Regions from separate parts of the Mus musculus genome. Here all the other regions are linked to region 1. A link is a contact called in public Hi-C and HiChIP or PLAC-seq data. All regions are on one chromosome and are shown on one strand. The core of a region is the stretch at or near the end of the contact, and the rest is flanking DNA. Distances in the headings are between cores, read along the strand shown.

Region 1 (3,699 bases), core at 621-3,120:
CCTTTGGGAGAGCAGTCAGTGCTCTGATTCATCATTTCATGAGGATGTTAGGTGCAGGAGCTGAACTGCCCACCCAGTGCTCCCTCTTCTTGGTGTTCTTAGCTATTTCCACTAAAGCTCCGCGAGACCTCAGTCTTATGGTTATCAAACCATGTCACACCTGAAGAAAGTCACTTCAGAACTCTGAAGGACAAAGCAGGTTATTCAAGCAAGATCTAGCGCTGTTTCTAGCCAGTTCTTAACCTTCCTAATGCTGTGACCCTTTAATACAGCTCTAATTTTATGGTGACCCACAACTGTAAAAATTTTGTTACTTCATAACTGTAATATTGCTGTTATGAATCATAAATACCTAATACTAGACCCCCGTGAAAGAGTTGTTTGGCCCCAAAGGGGTCATGACCCACAGCAAGAGAATCACTTTTCTAGGGCAGTACACTGCCAGTCCTGCATCTGACTTTGTAACAGCTTGTGATCACATCACAACATACACTCATTTTGGTTTGTGTGCCACAGTGCCTGTGTGGAGGTCGGAGGGCAACTTTCTGGAGTGGTTTTTTTTTTTTTTCCACGATATGAGTGTCACAGGGACCAAACTTCTGTCCTTGGCAGCAAGAGTCTTCATGAGGAGCTATCTTTACCAGCCCTGTCCTCATTGCCTTTCTAAGAATTGCTAACTAGTCGTCTGTTTTTCAAAGGGGCTGCCATTTCACCTTCCCTCTGAGCAATTGAGGATTCCAACCTCTCATCTTGACATTAGTTCACGTTTAATTATTACAGCCACGGACTGTAGTGGAAATATTAACACGCTTCACTTATATTCTTGATCAGAGTGATTATCACCTTTTTGGGTGCTCTATGACAGTGGCTCGGAGCCTGTGCAAAACACATGAAAAATCTTCCAGTTACGAGTTGGCTAAGGCAAGCGTCCTTTCTAGTTCCTTTAGCTGCATATTGCCTTGGGTTATCATCATTCGGATTGTATCCTGTGGAGGAAAGGACAATCTAGTCATTGTTTTACCAGCTTAACCACGGCAAAGTTCTATTATTGTATCTGGTACAGTCAAGAACCAACAGTGGCTGTTACAGGTTGTAGCTGTGGGCTTACCAATGCCCAAGGCACTACATTCAATCCTGTCACCAAAAGGCACTCCCCCCATCCACCCCCCCCCCCCAAAAAAAAACAGTAGTGTGAAGTGGAAAGCTGGACGCTAGGCTACACAATACAAAGCCAGATGTGCTGCAAAACAAATGTAAAATACCCAGTGGGCAGTGAGCAAATTCTCTGTGGCATATTCCAAGGTGTTCGCTAAACTTCACAAGCTCAGTGATACAATGGGACAAAGGAGCCGTGGCCCCAGCGTGGTCTTGCTCTCACCTCTTCTGTGGCACTTTTGTTTCTTTTAAATTCTTCCCTGGCCCAATCCTGAAGGTATTTTCGGTCAGAATCACTTGGAACTTGCCTAATCGCTCGCAAAATCTTTCTGTAGAGGAGGAGAACTTGCTGCCTTCTCATGAACTGCTCAAGGGAAGGAGAAAGACAAGTTACCACAAACCAGCCGGCTCCACTCAGCAAGCAGAAATAGCCCTTTGGTCCTCGCTAGCAAACAGAACAAGAGAGAATCCTTGCGGACCGGCGGGCGGGCGGCTTGCGAGGGCGGGGCACGCCTAGCAGCTCCGCCCTCGGGAGGCTGAGGCTGTCGGCCGAGGCCCGCGGTGGCCGCGGCGAGCCAGGTCGCAGGGGGAGCGCGACCACACAGGACACCTCCGCGGGGCTGAGAGATCAGCAGTACCTGCTTCAGCGTCAGGGCTGCGGGAGGCAAGCGGGATGCCGCCATGTTGCCCACGGAAGCTGCTGCGGCTCAGGAGCGGAAGTGGCCCTCGGGCACCCTGGTCACGGAAGCGGAAGGAGGAGACGGATGCGCGAGTCCTGGGTTTTCCGCGGAGAACCCAGGAGCTCGGTCGCTTTTACGGGAGGGGAGAAAATGTGTGCCTTTTGAGCACCCTTGCTGTGTATAACTGAGAAGACCGCCATTATGCTGGCAAATTCCGTTTGCATCCTGGAAGCTTCTCTTTTTCTCTACACTTTATCCTACAGCACGCAGGTCGCCTCGATCGTTGCGACTCCGTGCGCTTTCCCTACTCGTGTGCCCTCTCGCTTTTTTGTTTTTGTCCCCCACATCACATACCCAGAAGTCAGGTTATTGAATCTGCTTCTCGTGTTTTGTTTTGGTTTTTCAATTTTTCTCTAACATGGGACGTTGGGGATCAAACCTGTATCATCAGGTTTGGGGCAAAGCACCTTTAATGTCTGAGCCATTTCAATGGCCCTTGGATAATTTCTTTATATAGAGAGCTTTAACTCTACATTAACATATTTGTTTCTTTTTTTGGTTTTTCGAGACAGGGTTTCTCTGTGTAGCCCTGGCTGTCCTGGAACTCGCTCTGTAGACCAGGCTGACCTCAAACTCAGAAATCCGCCTGCCTCTGCCTCCCAAGTGCTGGGATTAAAGGCGTGCGCCACCATGCCCGGCTAACATATTTGTTTCTTTTGAGACTTTACAATATTGTCTTCTACTCACAGCTGTTGTAAAAGTGTATTATTATGATCAGTTTTATATTTACTCCACGTAAGTTATTTTCATTTATGACACACTATGGATCTAAGTTCTTTTCCAGCCACTAGACTAAAAATTCAAGATCATTTATTAAATAATTCATGACTTTCTCAGGTCATTGTAGTAATCTTTTTGAATGCAGGGTCTTTTATTGTCTAAATAATTCGATCAGTCTTGTTTTATCTCGGCCAGGTATCAAGCTATAAATTTTGCTTTTTATGTTGTTGTTCTGGCAGATCCAGTAGTTTCTTGTTAGGATATTTTCTATGACCCTTGGAAAGGCACTGAGCTAATTTCCACATCACCTGGGGATATTTATAAGATTCATAATTAGTGCTGGGTCTAAATTGGGCACCGAGAACAGGTATTTTGTACATTCTTTTCTCTACACTCATGTTAGCCACAGGCAATGTTGTCATATAGATATATACTCCCTGTCTCAAAGATTTATACTTTGAGTAGGAAAGCTTTGAAGGTCAATGCAGTGTTACTTAATTGACTGAGAGTAGGTTCTTGCCTCAAATAACTCTCAGCGCCAAAGCTCAGCGTACAGTCTTTTTAAAGACAAAAGACGCAATGCCATCATTGTCAGGTGTAAGTCAGGAATATGGTAGTATTTGTTTTGACTACACAACCAGAAGATATTTTGATTATGTATCTGAGGCCATGGAAAGTCCCAAATGTGTTGCCATAATGGATGTGACGATTCAAGGGGTTTAAGGGACTAAATATGTGCCTGAGCCAACACAAAGCAGGGTAAGATCGGGACAAAAAGACATTACCTTAGTCACTTCATTTCTCACTTCTTTTAGTGACTTTTATTTTAATTTTATTTTTTAAAATGTGTTTATTTTATATATATGAGTACACTGTAGTCATCTTCAGACACACCAGAAGAGGGCATCGGATCCCATTACAGATGGTTGGAAGTCACCATGTGGTTGCTGGGATTTGAACTCAGGACCTTTGGAAGAGCAGTCAGTGCTCTTAAACGCTGAGCCATCTCTCCAGCCCCTTTTTAGTGGCTTTTAAATATTTGATTTCTCAGAGGGAGCAGGTACTGGTTCTTCAGAATCCTTAG
Region 2 (3,699 bases), core at 685-3,184, 800 kb after region 1:
TCCTTAAAAGTATCTGAAAACATATAAGGCATAAGTAAGAAAATTAAGTAACATTTGACATTAAAAATTAGCTTGTGGCTCACTTACTTATAGCTCCCAAACAACCATGGAACCACTGCTTTTAGGATCTGTTCTTCAATTTTGCTGGTAGAATTCTGATGGCCCTAAATGCTCTCCAACTATCACAGCTTTTCGAGCTGCTTCTTCCAGAAGACATTCCCAGTTCACCCTCTTCTTACATAAACTAGCGTTCAAAGATGCAGAGCACTAACTGACAGAAATGCCACACGGCAACTTGGGGCAGCAAAAGAATGTAAGTCAAATATAAACTCCTGGCGTGAGCTGCCGGCAGGAGACACAGAACTGCAACTGGCCTTTGGCTGGGATCTTATCTCTGTATTTATGAACCGAGATGGAAAGTGACTTTACAGACAAAACAAAACAAAAAAACAAAACAAAACAAAAAAGCTTATGTTTTAATGGGTCATCTAGAAGGCCAGAAAATAATTCCATTAAATCAAGAACTTTCATGCTCAGTGCTATCACACACATCTGAAAGCCTCTCGTCCCTTTTAGAATTACTGAAGTCACAGAAGCACAAACTGGACTAGGGCTGTTGTTTATCTTATAAACTTTAAAGCACAGATGTAGCGGATTTAAATGGGTACTTCTCTATGGCAGTCCCAGGTACTCCTGAAAGCTCTTAAGTCCAAACACATACAATCCCAGTCTGAGATTTGCTCCATTATAGCTTTTTATTTTGTGAGTCAAGACCTCACTATATAGTACTAGCCTTGAACTCACAAGGGCATCAGGAGCTCTTATCCACCGAGCTCGCCCCTCCCCCGCCCCCCCCCCCCCAAAGAACAGAATGTAAGATTTAACTTCTTCCTCAGTCCTATCTTCATTTCATATCTGGACAGCAAGAATACTATCACGAAGACAATGAAGTACTACCAAGAGCACTGGCAGGCATATACTCATCTGCATAGTAGAAGGCCTATAACATCAGCTCCTACTGTATGTCTGTACTCTCATATTCTGTACAAACTCCATAACAGGTGCCTAGCTGCATACATTGTTGAAGCTCAGGATAACTAAGGAGCATGTTGGGTTCATACTGTGTGTCTGATTCTCTAGATAATGGTAACTGTGTTGCTGTGGAATGGTAGTTGCATACTGGATGGAATCCCAAAAGGGGTATGAGGCCTACTTTACAGTACATCATTTCAGTGAAACAGGAAGGTTCACCTACATGTTTAACAAGTAAATGTATCTAGTCACCTGCCTAGATTCACTATTATGATATTTATTATGGGTTAACCTGGCTCAGTGATACAATAGTTAATCATTACTGAAAAATTACAGACAATTAGAAACCATAGCACTTAGCATTCATTTTGATCACTTCAGTACAAATTACATGTAGTTTTTTGATTATTCTGTTTGTTTTTTGAGATGTTGGTCTCAAATTCATCTTGCAGACAAACAAAGATGAGCTTGGATATATAACCCTCCTGCTACCTCCGCCTCCCAAGCACTGGGTCACCCCCAGAGCTACTTCTCCGTGTGCTGAGAATAAAGCCCAGGCAAGCACTCTACCATCTAAGCTAATCCCCACTCCTGTAATGTAAGACAGAACAATAAAGTGTACAGTGTGCCACTGAATCTGACTTGCATTCAAAATCCCTTAAGAGGAACTGAAACCATGGAAGGGACAGAGACTAACGTTCAGGCTATTCTCTAATTCTTGGGTGACCCATCTGCCAAAAGAGGATTCAGTGTCTAGGGTAGACACAGGTAGTGTCTATTAAGGGCCTGTCTGGCACCAAAGTCAGCGCATAACAAACAGCAATATTATCAGTAGTGGTTCCCCAACTGTAAGAAAAATTATCAAGTAAGTATGGTCTGATTAAAAAGGACTTGGTACCGGGTTGGGGGTGGTGCTTGCCTAGCACAAAGAAAGTCCTGGGTCTGATATCAACGCTACATATAGACAGGATGTGGTGGTGGACACCTATAAGCTCTTGGGGGGTAGGGGCTGGAGAATCAAGAGGTCAAGGTCATCTTCTGCTACATGGTTTGAGGCCCGCTAGAGATCTATTAGACCTTGCCTGAAGTCTGGGTGCAGTCAGGCCCTAGCCAATGACTGCCAGCAGCACTGGTACAGGAAAGCTGGGTTTCCTCCTGTGGTGCTGAGGGTTCTCTATGGCACCACAGAGCACTTCTGTAGGAGATTTAGAAGGAAATGCAGACTTTGATGGTTGATTTGGGGAGGAGAGGTTCACTCTTGTTTGCCTGCTGCCCACAGCAGGGGCAGTTCTACAGAGAGGCAGATGGACAGGAGAGCACTATGTGGGAAAGCATCTCTCACCTTTCTCCTCTGTAGGGAAGGGCAATGTGTTTTTATGTTTGGGGTGGCAATAACCCTTGTACATTAAGTGGACTGGCTTTGTCTTATTTTTCCAGGGTCTGAGCACAATCATTGTTGATATAGCTAGTAAATAGGGTTGCTTTTTTTCCCCCTCACATATTCTAAAAGGCCAGGTAAATTTTGAGTACTTCCTAAGTGTCCCAAATTAACTATAAACTGTGTAAACTCTAAGTGGCGAAGAAAGTCTTTACATATTTACATTGTTATGTGTAATTAAGTTTGCTTTTCTTTCAATAGAAAGGGAAGTACCAAAAAAGCCCTACATTTTAATTTATAGGTAAAAGTAATTTTATTGAGATTATTTTTCAAGTCACAAGCCCAAGTACACACAAATGGTTGGTTCATTTTTTTCTTTTTTCTTTTGAGATGTAATGCTAAGCTTCATTAATAAACTCTTCCTTTTCAGGACAACTGTACTGCCTGGGTTCGATTTTTTGGTCAGGCTCTTTCCCAATCTCAATGCTGGGGGCATTGATAGGGGAGACTCAAAATAAAATTAAAACCAGAAGAACTGCCCCTGAGCAATTTTGGAAAGCTGTGCACTGTACAGCCATGGAAAGCCAGGCTGTGGGCATGCTCCTCCCACAGACTGAATGCTAGCTCATGAGGAGGGATCCAACCCAATGGTCACCCAGGCACGTTCCTGGTGAAATGCTTCCAGAGTATACTATGATTATTCTCTGTCACCCTTATCCTAAAGTGGCACTTTGAGGTTATAATACTTCAATACACTTGAAAGAGGATGCAATTTAAACACTAGTTATGTCAACTATTTTGAGCAGTGTTACTGCCAAATCAAACCTTGTCTTTCCTCCCTTATCTTCCGGAATGCTGTATGGCAGACAGTTCATGCCAATGACTGTCCCATAGCCACAGTCTGCTTCAATCCCCAAGTTTTCCTACTTTGAAGGCACTGTACATTAAAGGATTAATAGCCACGTCTAAGCTGAGTATGTGCAGTGGGGAATAAGCAAGGCTTGGTATATGAGTATTCAGACAGAAGCTCTTAAACTAGCTAGCTGCTACTGTGTCTTAGAGGAAAGGCTCACTGTCAGAGAACACTGGGCGAGAGCTCAAATAACTGAAAGTATTGATGGCAATAGCAAACAGAGCTTAAAAGCTTGTGTTCATCAAGACCACAGACTCAAAGCAAATACCAGATGTTAATTAAAAGGGCTGACTAAAAGCCTTTAAATATCAGTGAGGGAAAAGGGGGAAGCTTGTCAAATAGAAAGTTCTGGGGTATACAATACACTGGAAAAACC
Region 3 (3,699 bases), core at 348-2,847, 740 kb after region 1:
GGGGGAGGGGAGAAGGAAGATCAATCTACTCTTGCCAAAGTTATGCATTTCCAGGGAATAAAATAAGCTTGCAAGTACCCCAGATCAGTATTTAACCAGGAAAGACGGACTCTCAAAGGGAAGGGTTTCCTCTAACCCCTACCCACAGTGCTCTCATCTTGTTCTGACACAGACTGGTAGAAGCAAGTCATGAGCACGCACGTGGGTACCGAACCCAGATGAAGATGTGCAGTTCTGGGCTACATTTCCACGAGTGGGACTAACGTCAGCAGGCTTATGCTATCTGAGCTTCCAAAGGATTCTAGGATCTAAGCAAGCAGGGCTCAACCCAGAGGCACTGAGGAGGAGGGCCACTCCCCTGATGAGAACCAGAGTTGTCAGAACTGAGTGCAGAGATCAGATTTTCCCAGCCCTTTCTCTTTATCTGGAGCACAGTACCCCGTCCACCCCCACCCCAACCCCACCCTGAGCACACACACACCTTCACTTGGGATCAGAGCCCAACCATTACTGAATTCCTTGGTCTTCAGGCTGGCCCCATCTGACCCAGTGTCCCCTGGACTGGAACTTATAGAAGACTCCTGTTTGGTGGACGTGGCTAGGCATACCTGCATTTGGACTTCATCAAAGCATTCTGAACTAGAACTTAGGATCGGTAGGCACAAGGGACAGGATTCTGTCACAGGGTCCTGTGTTTTATATATGTATGCATTGAGACAACAACAGTTTTCACTCAGGCAGACTCGGTTTAAAATTCAAGTGCTTGGAACAAGCGCTAGTTGTTATTGAGTGAATGAGGTAATCTTCATAGAGAGTTCGGCACAGCACTTACTGTTTATGTAGTACGTACTAATACTTATAATACTAATAATTATAACTCTGCTTGGGGCATACGTTCCCAGAGTAGCTTGCTCAATTACCCTCAGAGATGTTCTCCTCTGGAACAAGGTTCTTAGGATCCAGTTGGGGGAAATTTTTGCTCCTAGAGAGAGAGAGAAATGGCTCATTGCTGAAGAATGCTTGCTATTCTTCCGGGGAATCCCATTTTTCCGAGAGATTCTAATTTAGTTCCCAGCACTCGTGCCTTGCTGCTCAAAACCTCCTGTATCTTCAGTTCCAGAAACGCTAGCAACCTCTTTTGCTATCCATGGTCACGCACACACATGTGATGTACATACACACAAAAACATACATTTTAAAAATCGCTTCTAGGAAATTCCCTACTTCTGAATCGGGATTTTCCTTTGAACATCTGGTCCCGACAGGGAAGTGATTTGGATGCTGGTGACCTGGATGGAGCTCGTAGAATGAACCCACTGATCCAGGGTGCCGGAAGTCAAGCTTTTTTCTCAAATCCCTATAGTCAATTTCCCAGAAGGCTCCACGGTGTTATCTCCCCAGCAAAACGATGAAGCCTCTGGAAGGGGCTGGAAGTGCAGTGGAAAGTCCAAGTGGCCCAAAACATCGAATCAGACACCAGAAACCCGAAGTTATGGAAGACAAAAAAGAAACAAAAACAAAGCCAGCCTCATTAGTAGCGCTGGCTGTCGCTACCCTGTCAATAAAGGGCCTTTGAAAGTCTGTGCTTGTACTGCCATCTAGTGGCTAGAGAAGGCATGGCTGGAGCCGGTAAGGTCCCGGGCCGTGCTATGTGAAGGTGGTTCATCTTCCTCTTGAAGAATTTATGGATAGGCATATTGTCGGAAGCTTTTAATGATTATTCTCTAATTTTGCTTCATAGTGTCTGCAAATCACTGACAAATTTGTATGAGAATCATAGAACAGGGGCAGTTTACGCATCCGGCGGTCCAGTTGGGGTCTAGTTGGCAGAGTGTCTTTGGGGAAGGGAAAAAGCCCCGTTTCTCTTGGAGCACGGGAATCCGCAGAAGCAACGGCGTTGCCTCAGTAGCTCCGTGCTGGCCTAGCGTGAAGGAGGCCACTCACTATCTCCAGGTAACATCTTTGTGTCCTCAGCCCTCTGGTCTCTGACTTACTTGTAAATGCATGTCCCTTGCTTCCCTTTTAACTCCTGCTATCACGTTTAAAAATCCCTCATTTGAGTCCTGAGGGCTAGCAGAAAGAATGGAAACAGGCAACCTCAGGAAATAGGAGGTTAGGGGGACCCCCCAGAATATACCAGAGACCTGGGAAGTGAGAGACTCCCAGCACTCAAAGGGAGGGACCTTAGATGAAATGCCTGACAGTAGGGAGAGGAAACTTATAGAGCCCCCCCTCCAGCAGGAAGACAGGACATCAAGTGAAAGATGGGGTTGCCATTCCACAGTCACATCTCTGACCCATAATTGTTCCTGTCTGAAAGAATTACAGGGATGGAAATGGAGAGGAGCCTGAGGAAAAGAAGGTCCAGTGACAGGCCCAAAGTGGGATCCAGCTCAAGGGGAGATCCCAAGGCCTGACACTATTACTGAGGCTGTGGAGCGCTCATAAAAAGGGACCTATCATGACTGCCCTCTGAAAGACCCAGCAAGCAGCTGAAAGAGTCAGATGCAGATATTTGCACCCAACCAATGGGTTGCTGCTGACCCCTGTTGTTGAATTAGGGAAGGCTGAAAGAAGCGTAGGAGAATGGTGATCCTGTAAGAAGACTAGCAGTCTCAATTAATCTGGACCCCTGAGATCTCTCAGATACTGAACCACCAGCCAGGCAGCATACACCTACTAATATGAGGCCCTCAACACACATACAGCAGAGGACTTCCGGGTCTGTGTTCATTCAGAGATGATGCACCTAACCATCAAGAGACTGTAGTTTAGACGTCAGGTGGGGTGGGGGATGGGGACATTCATGTGGAGACATGGGAGTGGGGAGGAGGTGTGGGATATGAAACAGTCGGAGGGGGGATGAAGGGTGAATAAAACATGGACTGTAAAAAAAATGAATTAAAGAAAAAAATCCTTCACTTGATTTCAGGGAAATATTCCTTATCTGCGGAGGCTCTCTGGATTTTAGATGCGGGCTCGTTCTCTTGAATCACTGGCCCTAAGACTATCAAATAGCGCTTTCCATGGGCAGCCTTCTCCTCAGTGGTCACACTCACAATGAGAGTTAGGCTCCAGTGTCACAGAATCTGGGCCCTGTACCAAAGTGATAGGTTCAAAAATCTCCCCCATGTGTTAAATTGCCTTTTAGGGCAATTTAAAACTTTCTTATATTTACTGACTTAAAAAAAAGAAGAAGAAAATTCAAGCCTGAGACAGCTGAATGGCTCACTGGGTAAGCCTGACACCTGAGCTTGATCCCTGGAGGGAGAGAACAAACTCATAAAGTTGTCCTCTGACATGGTCTCTCTCTCTCTCTCTCCCTCTCTCTCACACACACACACACACACACACGCACACACACACACGCACGCACGCACGCACGCGCACATGAGCACAACTGTTAGATTATTTTTACAGAGTCAAATGTAGCACTATCTCATTGTCGTCACGGCGCTACGGAGGCCGAGCTGTGAGGATCCTTAAGGCTTGCTGGCTGGGAGCCGGAGCTGCTGAGTTCCAGGTCTCATTGAGAGACCACCAAGTCTCAAAATGCAAGGTGGAGCTGGGGAGATGGCTCAGTGGATAGAGTTTGTTGCAAAAACATGAAGACCTGCCTGAGCTCAGATCCTCAAAATCTACATAAAAGCTAGACTTCAGAGCTGCCTGGCCTGTCTAGCTGAAATGACAAGGTCCAAG

What was found. Hi-C and Micro-C count contacts between places; a contact is called where the count stands out from the background. HiChIP or PLAC-seq counts read pairs in DNA pulled down with a chosen protein or histone mark.
Region 2: a contact with region 1 is called in an H3K4me3 HiChIP or PLAC-seq map of pro-B cells, with 4 times the contacts expected there. The contact joins the enhancer-like site here to the promoter of Lyrm2 in region 1. A contact is called at or near these places in 6 of 39 promoter capture datasets (the C10 cell line, cranial neural crest, liver and 2 more), 5 of 115 datasets of contacts at active chromatin or transcription factors (bone marrow-derived dendritic cells, bone marrow-derived macrophages, embryonic stem cells and 2 more) and 1 of 9 other capture datasets (macrophages).
Region 3: a contact with region 1 is called in a Hi-C map of B cells, with 8 read pairs. The contact joins the enhancer-like site here to the promoter of Lyrm2 in region 1. A contact is called at or near these places in 9 of 39 promoter capture datasets (the C10 cell line, the HPC-7 cell line, embryonic stem cells and 4 more), 1 of 484 Hi-C or Micro-C datasets (B cells), 3 of 115 datasets of contacts at active chromatin or transcription factors (the 230-238 cell line, astrocytes and memory CD8 T cells) and 1 of 9 other capture datasets (liver).

The regions. Positions count from the first base shown.
Region 1 is chr4:32,798,430-32,802,128 of GRCm38.p6, reverse strand. It overlaps Lyrm2 (LYR motif containing 2), which reads right to left and starts at 1,870. Exons shown (of 3, transcript NM_175364.4): 1 at 1,794-1,870; 2 at 1,379-1,519; 3 at 1-986. The coding sequence starts at 1,838. The coding sequence ends at 906.
Region 2 is chr4:32,003,421-32,007,119 of GRCm38.p6, reverse strand. The region is part of intron 12 of Map3k7 (mitogen-activated protein kinase kinase kinase 7); the gene reads right to left. Among named protein-coding and RNA genes, the nearest start is that of Map3k7, 41 kb to the right of the region's middle. Within about 2 kb of position 1,934, at least 19 of the 459 cell types and tissues checked have an H3K27ac peak or open chromatin away from gene starts, as enhancers often do. A contact at or near this core is called in pro-B cells, where this site is marked.
Region 3 is chr4:32,053,214-32,056,912 of GRCm38.p6, reverse strand. No RefSeq gene overlaps it. Among named protein-coding and RNA genes, the nearest start is that of Map3k7, 91 kb to the right of the region's middle. Within about 2 kb of position 1,597, at least 122 of the 459 cell types and tissues checked have an H3K27ac peak or open chromatin away from gene starts, as enhancers often do. A contact at or near this core is called in B cells, the HPC-7 cell line, liver and 1 more, where this site is marked.